Linked DNA regions of Arachis hypogaea: region 1 is linked to region 2. Evidence: chromatin contacts called from public Hi-C data. All regions are on one chromosome and are shown on one strand. The core of a region is the stretch at or near the end of the contact, and the rest is flanking DNA. Distances in the headings are between cores, read along the strand shown. Region 1 holds the start of LOC112732673. Region 2 holds the start of LOC140177671.

Evidence for each region. A called contact is a pair of places that touch in the nucleus more often than the background predicts.
Region 1: a Hi-C map of an unstated tissue shows a contact between it and region 2, with 5 times the contacts expected there. The contact joins the promoter of LOC112732673 here to the promoter of LOC140177671 in region 2. A contact is called at or near these places in 5 of 8 Hi-C or Micro-C datasets (leaf and an unstated tissue).

Annotation. Positions count from the first base shown.
Region 1 is chr13:111,013,797-111,018,624 of arahy.Tifrunner.gnm2.J5K5, reverse strand. LOC112732673 reads right to left here and starts at 1,321. Exons shown (of 5, transcript XR_003168071.3): 1 at 653-1,321; 2 at 424-558.
Region 2 is chr13:110,838,961-110,843,798 of arahy.Tifrunner.gnm2.J5K5, reverse strand. It overlaps LOC140177671, which reads right to left and starts at 2,881. Exons shown (of 2, transcript XM_072210820.1): 1 at 1,719-2,881; 2 at 342-369. The coding sequence starts at 2,860. The coding sequence ends at 342. It overlaps LOC140177670 (glutathione S-transferase T3-like), which reads right to left and starts at 3,958. Exons shown (of 2, transcript XM_072210819.1): 1 at 3,580-3,958; 2 at 3,116-3,135. The coding sequence starts at 3,958. The coding sequence ends at 3,116.

The DNA of each region.
Region 1 (4,828 bases), core at 72-2,571, 180 kb before region 2:
TTCAATTTAAAAAAATAAAAAAGATAATTAGATACCAACCAATAAGTATTATAGAATTTGTTTTAAATTATTCAAAAATAATACTAAAATTAATTATCATATATTTAGATACAAATATATATATTATTTAATTTATTTTTAATACATATGTTATATTTCAATATATATTTTATATTAATAACTAATTTTAATAACAGATTTTAATATATATGTGCATAATTAAAATTATATATTTACTCTATATTAGTATTTTTTTTTTTTAAATCTTCTTATACATTTCTTTCTTTCTTTTTCAATTAATTTTTATTTTATCAATAAATTATTAAACTAATTTGGTTGAAATTGATTATCAAAATAGTTTGGTCAGTACTAATATTAATACCATATTTTATTCTAATTATTCATCTTAATTATTATACATACCTTGATGGTTTTGTTGAAGTTCCTCTGGCTTCTCTTGGCTCTATATTTTGATATTCTTTCTTTTCTTTCTTCAGCACTATAACGCCCTACTTTGAAATTCGGTTCCTCCAACAATGATCCTTCCCTTTGACACTTCTGATACATGATCATTTTTTCAGTCAAACAATTAATCAACTTACAAAAGGAAATAATAATGCATAAAATATGTTTTTGATTATTTAATTTGTACCTGCAGATCTCCAGTGCTGCACACCCTCCTCATTTGTCCATTGAAGGCACTGTTTTCAGGTGAACTCATATCATGTCTTTGAAAACTTGGAGATTCCATGTTGTTATTATTATTATTGTTGTTTAGTGTGTCAGAGTGATTATTTTGGAACAGAAAATTCCCAGGTTTGCCATGAAAGGAGTTGCTGCTGAAACTCCTCTGCATGTATTTTGCCACATTCTCAGCACCGCTATAACTGTGGGGAAAAAAGTGTTGGTGATTATGATTATTATATCCATAATCAAATTCAACAGCGATTTGGCACTCCTCGCTCTTCACTACTTGTGTCACATCAAAACCCGATGAGAAACTTGCAAAGTCACTCTCCAAATTGGGATCAACACGGTTGTTCTTGTTGTTGGCCTGAAGGCTAAGGTTTTCTAAGTGCGTACTTGGAGGAGAGAAAGAAAAGAAGCAAGATGAAAAAGGGTCAACAGAAGAAGAAGAAAGAGCCTCATCGAACATGCTTTGGTTGCTCGAACAGTGTTGACCAATATCATTAGTAGTGCTGTTTTCGAAGAAAGGAAAAGGGTCAGTGAGAAAAGCAAGGTCTCCTCCATCAGCAGTGACCATGTCTGAGCTTGAATGTGCTTGGAAAGTGGTTTCAAATGAATACAGACCAGAAGACATTGAATTGAAAAATGAAAAACAGGAACAAGCAGCTAGTTGTGTTTTGTCGTTACAATGAACAAAAATAGAAACGAAATAAAAACAAAATTATGACGATGAGGGGTGCTATTTTGTCAGTGTATTATTATATTGGTAACTTGTTGAACAACAAGACATAATCCAAGCTTATGTTACTTTCTTCAATGACGTTCCATTCATCTCTGCTTCAATGCTTATATATACAAGAATGATTAAATAACATATTTACAAATTTGCACATTTGCCCCTCCTCTTTCAATATTCTACTTCTACTACATGCCTTCCAGTTGACTGGTGGGGTCCTTTTTAATTAATTTTAAATAATTCCCTGTCGCCGGAATTCATTTGATATTTTTTCAATTTTATACTATTATTATATTTAATCTCTGATCAGGGGATGGTCAATAATCTTTTATTTCTCTTTTTGGTGAATCATTCTACTAGCTAGCATTACGTTAACTCATTGGTTGAATAAACAGGTAGAAAGTTTAATTTTGGGCTACTGTTCTGTTGAACGAATGAAATTAAAGTGTGGTTAACTTGATATTGTTGATACATTCTTAGCACAACTTGTTAAGTCCAACATGCAATTTGGTTTTTGAATTATTATTTATATTGTCTCAACAATATAATATCTTAGCACTGCTTTGTTGTGATGAAACCGGCTCAAGTTTGGTTTGATAAAGTTTTTATTTATTTTTTAAATAATTTATAAAAATTAATTTTTTAAAAATAAATTTTTAAAAATTATAGTATTTATATTTAATAAATTCAAACGATAACAAATATATTTGATAATAATTTTTAAAATTAAAAATATTATAATAGATATTAATATAAGAATTAAATTTAAATATTAATTAATATATAAAGTTATATTATATTTTTTAATTTTAATAAATATAAATTAATTTTAAAAAAAATTAAAAAATTTTAAATATACCATACCTTTTAAAAATTATAAATATAAACATAAGATAAGAGATTTACCAAACCAAGTTTTAATATATCTCTCTGGTAATAGAGTCCAGCCTGTTGCCTAAACTCAAATGAGGTAAAAGCTTACTTTAAGAGTTTGTTTCAGTCTCATGAGAGAATTAACTCTTTTTTTTTATTAAAGATAGAGAGACTCGAACTGGCAACTTTTTAGGTGAGTATGGAGAAACTATGCTATTTGAGTTATAACTCATTGGCAGAGAATTAACTCTTTTTATTCATTACTTTTTTTTAAATTAATTTTTTATCCTTATATTTATGACCTTTTTATCTTGAATTTTTTAAATCATAACACTAAATCTTAAAAAAAATAATTTAAAAAAAAATCTAAAATAATCTTGAATGTTTATACCGTTTTAGGTTTTTATCTACTGACATTCTTTTAGATTATTTTTTTAAATTAAATAATAAATACCGTGCTCAAATACAATTTTTAAGGATCCAGTTTAATGACTAAAAGATTCAACTCAAAACTACTATCTATATCTGTGTTTTTCTTATCTGTTTTGTCTATGTTTGTTTTTGAGAGATCCCTTTAACAGGTGGAGGAGGCACTGAGGGTTGTTCCACCTAAAGTTGGAGGATTGCTGAGAAAAGAAACGGAGAGTTAGATTAGAAACACTTAGATATAGTCACCATGAGTTTGGTTTAGAGAAAACTTTAGGACATGAATTTGGATTGTTGGAGTTTTGGAATGTCTCTGGCTTTTCGAGACATTATTTATTAACTATTCGGGCACCTTTACCATGTTGAGAACTCCCAATTCTCATTCCATACATATATTGTTGTTTTTCAGATGCAGGACGCGAGGCACCTCGCTGAGCATGTTGGAGGCTCTGCTGAAGCGAAGATCTACTTTTGGGTTTTGTGTTGTACCTTGTATATGTATATATGTATATAGGTTCTCCATCTTGTGTATATTTTTATTTTGTCCTCTTAGAGGTTGACTTGGAGAAACAGGATCTTATTCCATCTTTTGGAACTATTTTGGGGTTATATATATATATATATATATATATATATATATATATATATATATATATATATATATATATATATATATATATATATATAAAATTATACTCTGACCGGTCTTTGCTTCGCAGGTCGAGTTAAGAGCTTACTACTTGTATCTTTTTGGAACTTCATGTATATATATGTACATTATCTTTACTATACGTTGTTATCTATCCCTTTTTACGCTTAGCCGTTTCGATGCAATGCGTTTCTGTTTGTTTCATCAAGTTTTTCTTCAAGACTCCTAGTTAAAACTTCTTTCCATACATGCCTATGTATGCATTTTTCTTTTAGAGGTCATAATACTCCACTACCTCTAATTTATGAACTTATGCGTAAAGTTCTGTGTGGTATGGTGCTACATTAATCATTCTGTAATTTACATTGAAAATAAGAAAAAATTAAAAGAAAAAAAATACCAGAATAAAAATGGAGAACCAAATTGCTGAATCAGTACAATCAACATTGAGAAGTGCACCTCGGTAGACAAGTCATGGAGAACTTGAAGTTTAATAGAAAATCAATCGAGCCAGTCCAAACAAATTAAAATTCTAGACCCAAGAATCATAATAGCATGCTTAATTACTTATGAACTAAGATAAATGCGGATAAGAGAATTCTAATTTTAATCTAAATTAACCTAACTAGCAAAAACTAGTTTGACTAAATGAAATTACTGAGTAAGAATTAAAAACTAACTAAACCGTAATGAATTAAAATAGAGAAGATCAAAATGAGTTTTTCCAAAAACCTAAAAATTGAAGAACAGAGAAATAAAAGGTGGAGGAGAGGAGGTTGCAGGCTTGCATGCAGCTGCACTGTAGTGTCGCCAGAACAATAGAGCGGTAGAAGGGTGGTCACCAGAATGCGTTAGAACTCGCCAGCAGCACAGGAGTTGCTACGGTTCTGCATCTTTGGTTCGCGAAGAGGAGGAGACAAGAAAAAAGAATAAGAGGAAGAAGGAGAAGAGAAGGGAGAGAAGGGTTGCTCGCCGGTGGTGGTTCGGCGACAGTGGATGAGAAAAGAGGTGTTTTGAGTGGTGGTTCGGCACAGAACAAGGAGTGCATCGCACGCAGTGGAGAAGTGTGCGTGGAGAAGAGCACCGCACGTGGAGGAGAGCACAATGCCATGGAAAAGCATACCGCGCGATGGAGAAGAGCGTTGAGTTGCGCTGTCACCGTTAGGTTCATTGATTGGAGCTGCACAGTAAAAAAGAGATGCGTAGGTTAGGGCTTCTGGTATTGTTTCAAATGAACTGATGATGATACCTAAATCTATTTTTATTTTTTTTTCTTTTTTTAAGTTATTTGGAGGAAAAAAAGAGGTGAGAATATGATTAAAAATTTTTCTCTAAAATTTTTAACTATGAACAATTTTAGGCAACTTTTTATAAATTTTATTTGTTAAAATTTTTTATCAACTCTTATAAAATGTTATATTTCTATTTAAAAATATTGTCTTAGTTTTTTTATATTG
Region 2 (4,838 bases), core at 1,632-4,131:
GATTGGAGCTTAGGCAGAAGCTAAAGCGAATTCAACGGATGTAACAACAGATGATAGTGTACCACGAGCATATGTGCGTTGGTGGCGTTGACACTGTTGGAGGGGCACCGACATCACCTCTTAGATCGCCACCTCAACAGGATCAAGGGGATGACGACGACGACTATTAGGATTCGTAGTAATTAAGGTTTTGTTCTTTTCTATTTGATTGTATCTTATTTATTGACTTTTTATTCTCTGCGTACACTTGATTTTTAATAAAATTCTTATTTATTGTCCATTATTTAGAATTTGACTACTAATTGTGCTAAAAAAATAAAAAATTGAATTTACTGTCGAATTTACCAGTAAATTTTTCCGATGATAAGTCTGCACAAAACAATATAGTATGACACCATGATTACCCGATAGTCGAATAGTTTTTAGTCAAAGAATTCGCTGCAGTATTCGATGGTAATTAGTTACCAGCAAATTATATTTGTTATTTTGCCAGTATATTTGACAGTAATCAACATTTTTTTTTAGTATTAATATAGACTAAATTTAGTTTTTTTATTAAAAAATAAAAAAATACTTTAAATTTTTATTTATTATTTATGAGACAAAAACTGATGTAAAATTATTTTTTTATGACAGATAAATTAAATAAAAATTAAAAGAGTTTCTTGCTGAAAATAATCTTAATCTGTTCCTCTTATTTGAGACGTCACTATCTCATTATTTATCATGTTTTTGCGAACTTAGATTTAGTCCAGAACAATATGAGAATAAAAAAGTCACGTTAATTTCCTGAACTGAATTAGGGTCGAACCGTCGAACTAATAGTTTGTTAAGCTTGCTATCCTTTTACAGATCTCATATAGTGATCAAATATTTGATGAATGATGATACATTTTGTTATCTCTTTCGGCTGTTAGCTTTTATTTTAGTCTCTTCTTTTTCATGGTTTTCTATATAATATAATATAATATAATATAATTATTATTCGCAATTTCGCAATGATACATGTTATTCTTTTGACGCAAAGCAAAGAAGAAAATGGAGAAGTAGTAGAAATGGTATGAAGAAACAGGAGAATTTGTTATGTTTTGGTTATTAGTAGGAACTTAGAATCCGCAGTCCCACCCCATATTAAATTATTAATTGCTACTGCTAAAAGATGGAAGGACATAAGATCATCTCCAGTAGGGAACTCATCCCAGTTCCTGTTTATGGCCCACCTGTCATAAAAAGTAACTCCACATCAGCTTTTGCGTCCTAAACAGTAAATAGGAACTCATAACATCTCTCTTCTCCATTAGGAGGAACTAACTTTAGTCCCTATTGTGGTCCCACCTAATTAATTAATTAATTAAAATACTTGAAATTAATGTAATTAATTTTTTTAATAATATAATTTAAATATTTAAATTTAAAAATAATTCACTATTAAAAGATATTAATATTAAATAAATTTATACATAACAACAATACACAATATATAATTCGGGATTACACAAATTTGTAAAATTACTTAATACAAAAAAAACATAATTAAATTCTACAGTTGACGACAAGCATTGTGAAATTGCCATATGTGTTCAATCAAGTCCTCTTTCAATTGTCTATGCTGCTGCCTATTTCGAAGTTGGGCATTTCTTTGGAGAAATTGATGGTATGGTGCAAAATCTTCTTCTCCCAGCTGAGGTTGTGATAATCCATTTTCAACATCATCATACTCTAAGCCTTGAGCAAAATTTCCTGCATAAGTGTCTCTTTCATCCTCAACAATCATATTATGCAATATAATACAAGCTCTCATTATGTTGGCAAGCTTCTTCTTTTCCCAAAAACGAGCTGGACCACGTATAATTGCAAAGTGTGCTTGCAACACTCCGAATGCTCGTTCCACATCTTTTCTTTGCCCTTCTTGGTATTGTGCAAATAACTTGCGTTTCTCCCCTTGTGGCTTTGAGATTGATTTGACAAATGTGGCCCATTCAGGATAAATACCATCTGCTAAGTAGTATCCCATTGTATAATTATTACCATTAATAGTATAATTTACCTCCGGAGCACGATCATTTAGAATGTCATCAAATACTGGAGAACGATCTAACACGTTGATATCGTTGTTTGAACCAGAAACTCCAAAGAACGCATGCCATATCCAAAGGTCTGAAGATGCTACAACCTCAAGTACAATGGTTGCAACCCCACGATAACCACTCATGTACATACCTTTCCACGCCTTTGGACAATTTTTCCATTGCCAATGCATGCAGTCAATACTACCCAACATGCCAGGGAAGCCACGACCCTCCGCCATTTGTAGCAGGCGGTGTACGTCATTTGGATTGGGTTTTCGCAAGTATTCATCCTGGAACACAGAAATGACATCTTCAACAAATTTTTCCAAGCATTCAATTGTAGTGCTCTCGCCTATGCACACATAATCATCAACAGCATCAGCTGCTACGCCGTATGCTAACATCCGTATCGCAGCGGTACATTTCTGAAGTGGCGACAAGCCTCTTCTTCCAGTTGCATCAACCCTCTGGTGGAAATACGGATAGACGTTTGAGAGAGCGTCTACTATCCGAAGAAACACATCTCTTCTCATTCGAAATCTCCGTCGAAAAATGTCAGCATTATACACCGGTTCATCTGCAAAGTAATCTTGAAAAAGGCGATCATGTCCTGCTTCTCGATCTCTGTTGATCCATCTACGAGTAATTGGGATAGGGCTTCTATCGATATCTTCTTCTTCTGAATCTTCGAGTAAATACTCATCGATCCAATTATCTATCAGTGTGTTATCTTGCCGTCTTCTTTTGCCATACAAAGCCTCATTAAACATATCATCAAAATTTTTAGCCATATGGAGAAATGTAATTTTTAGTTCTCTGTCGAGGTGAGAAAGAAGAGTTGAAGTGGAGTTGTGGAGTCATTGATAGTTGATATTTATAAGTGGAGAAACTAGTTTTGTAACGGCTAGTTTTGCAACGGCTAGTTTTGCAACGGCTAGTTTTTCTTAACGGCTACTTTTGCAACGGCTACTTAACGGCTAGTTTTGCAACGGTCACTTTCATGAACAATAACGGCACAATAATATTGACTAATTTAAAAACTTACATCAGAAGTAAATAAAACAAACTACATCACATAGCAGTAATACGCAATAAATAAATAAGAACATACTACATAACACTACGAATACAAGGAACCATTAAGTAAACCACTTGGCCATTATTTTCTCACATGAAATCTCATGAAGAGCTCGTCGTTTCTCACTCATTGTAGACGTGTCAGCATTAAGTATTTGCATATCCATTTCCCTTTCTTTTGCTTTTATCTCCATTTCTTTAATATACCTCTGAGTTTGTAATTCTTGTTCTTTCATTGCCGCTTGAATTTGTATCTCCTTCTCTTTGATTGCCATCATCTTTGCTCTATGTTCCTTCTCCTCTTCTCTTTCTTTTTCCCTTTCCATTAGTTCCTTTTCTCTAACATTCTTAATATCTTCCATGAGAGATAATTTTTTGACAACCGATGATTTTCTTTCGCTAAAATCTTCAGACATCTGTGCTTTTCCCTTACCTCTTCGCTTGCTCTTCTTTGATCCTTGTGGGCGAACGGGAGAGTCCACACCGGGTTCGTCAGCCAACGGTGTTTCTGGGTTTGATGAGGATGAGTATGCTCCAGTTGCACTAACCTTGGTTCTCTTTGAGCCGCCACTCTGTGTAGGTAGTTGGCTTCTCCATTTTTGCTCCAACCGAAGCATGTTCCAATGCCTCTCAAAAGTGAACTTTTGACCATAATTTGTGGAATAAAGTTTATAAGCCAACTCCTTTATATCATCAGCGTTCGAACCACTCCTTATGTTTCGACTAGCTTGATCGTAGCAACCAGCAAATTGTGCAACAGCCTTGTTGATCTTATACCATCGTTTCTTACATGCAACTACCCCCCTTGTCATGTCGGTGCAAAATTCTACACAGTAGCTATGAATTCGACTCCAAAATGTTTCTCCCTTTTGATCGGTACCAACTATAGGGTCAGTTGAAACATTTAACCACGCACTGATCAACATCTCATCCTCTTCCCAATGCCAGTGTTGAATACTATCTTGCCTCCGATCTTCAATATCATCATCATTGAGGTCGATAGCATCTAATCCACGAGGGTTGGCAAAATCGGAATATTGCGAATTTGGACTAGATTGTATAGGAGTCTGAGAAGATGGGTTAGAAGAGCCACCAACACCAGATGAGTTATGTCTTGATGCACTGAATTGAGTTGGAAACGGCAAAGAAGTTGGAGTAACATTTCCGATAGAAGGGTTAAATATGGATGAAAATGGAAAATGAGGTGTTTGTAAATTTTGATTTTGCGGTTGGAATATAGGAAACTGATTATTATATGGAGCTTGAAAATTGAAATTAGAAAGATTTTGTGGATTTGGATTTTGAAATGTATTTGGTAGTGTGATGTTTTGATTTGGAACTTGAGTGTTTGAGGTTTGAGATTGTTGGGTATTTGGAATTTGAGGAAAGTTTTGTAAGTAATTGAAGAAAGAGTTGAGTTGGTTTGGATCCATTTTTTCGAAAAAAAATAATTGTAGTAGAACTTTGATTTTGTAAACTTGGAAGAAGATGAGGAAGAGTAGTAGAGAGTGTGAGAATAGAAGTGTATCTAAGTGGTATATATAGAGTAACAAAATATTAATTTATTAATAATAACAGTAACATAGTAACGGCTAGTTTCCAACAGCTAATTTTACAACAGCTAATTTAATGTAATAATATAAATTATTAATTAAATAAAAATTTAATCATTTAATTAATTAATTATTATAA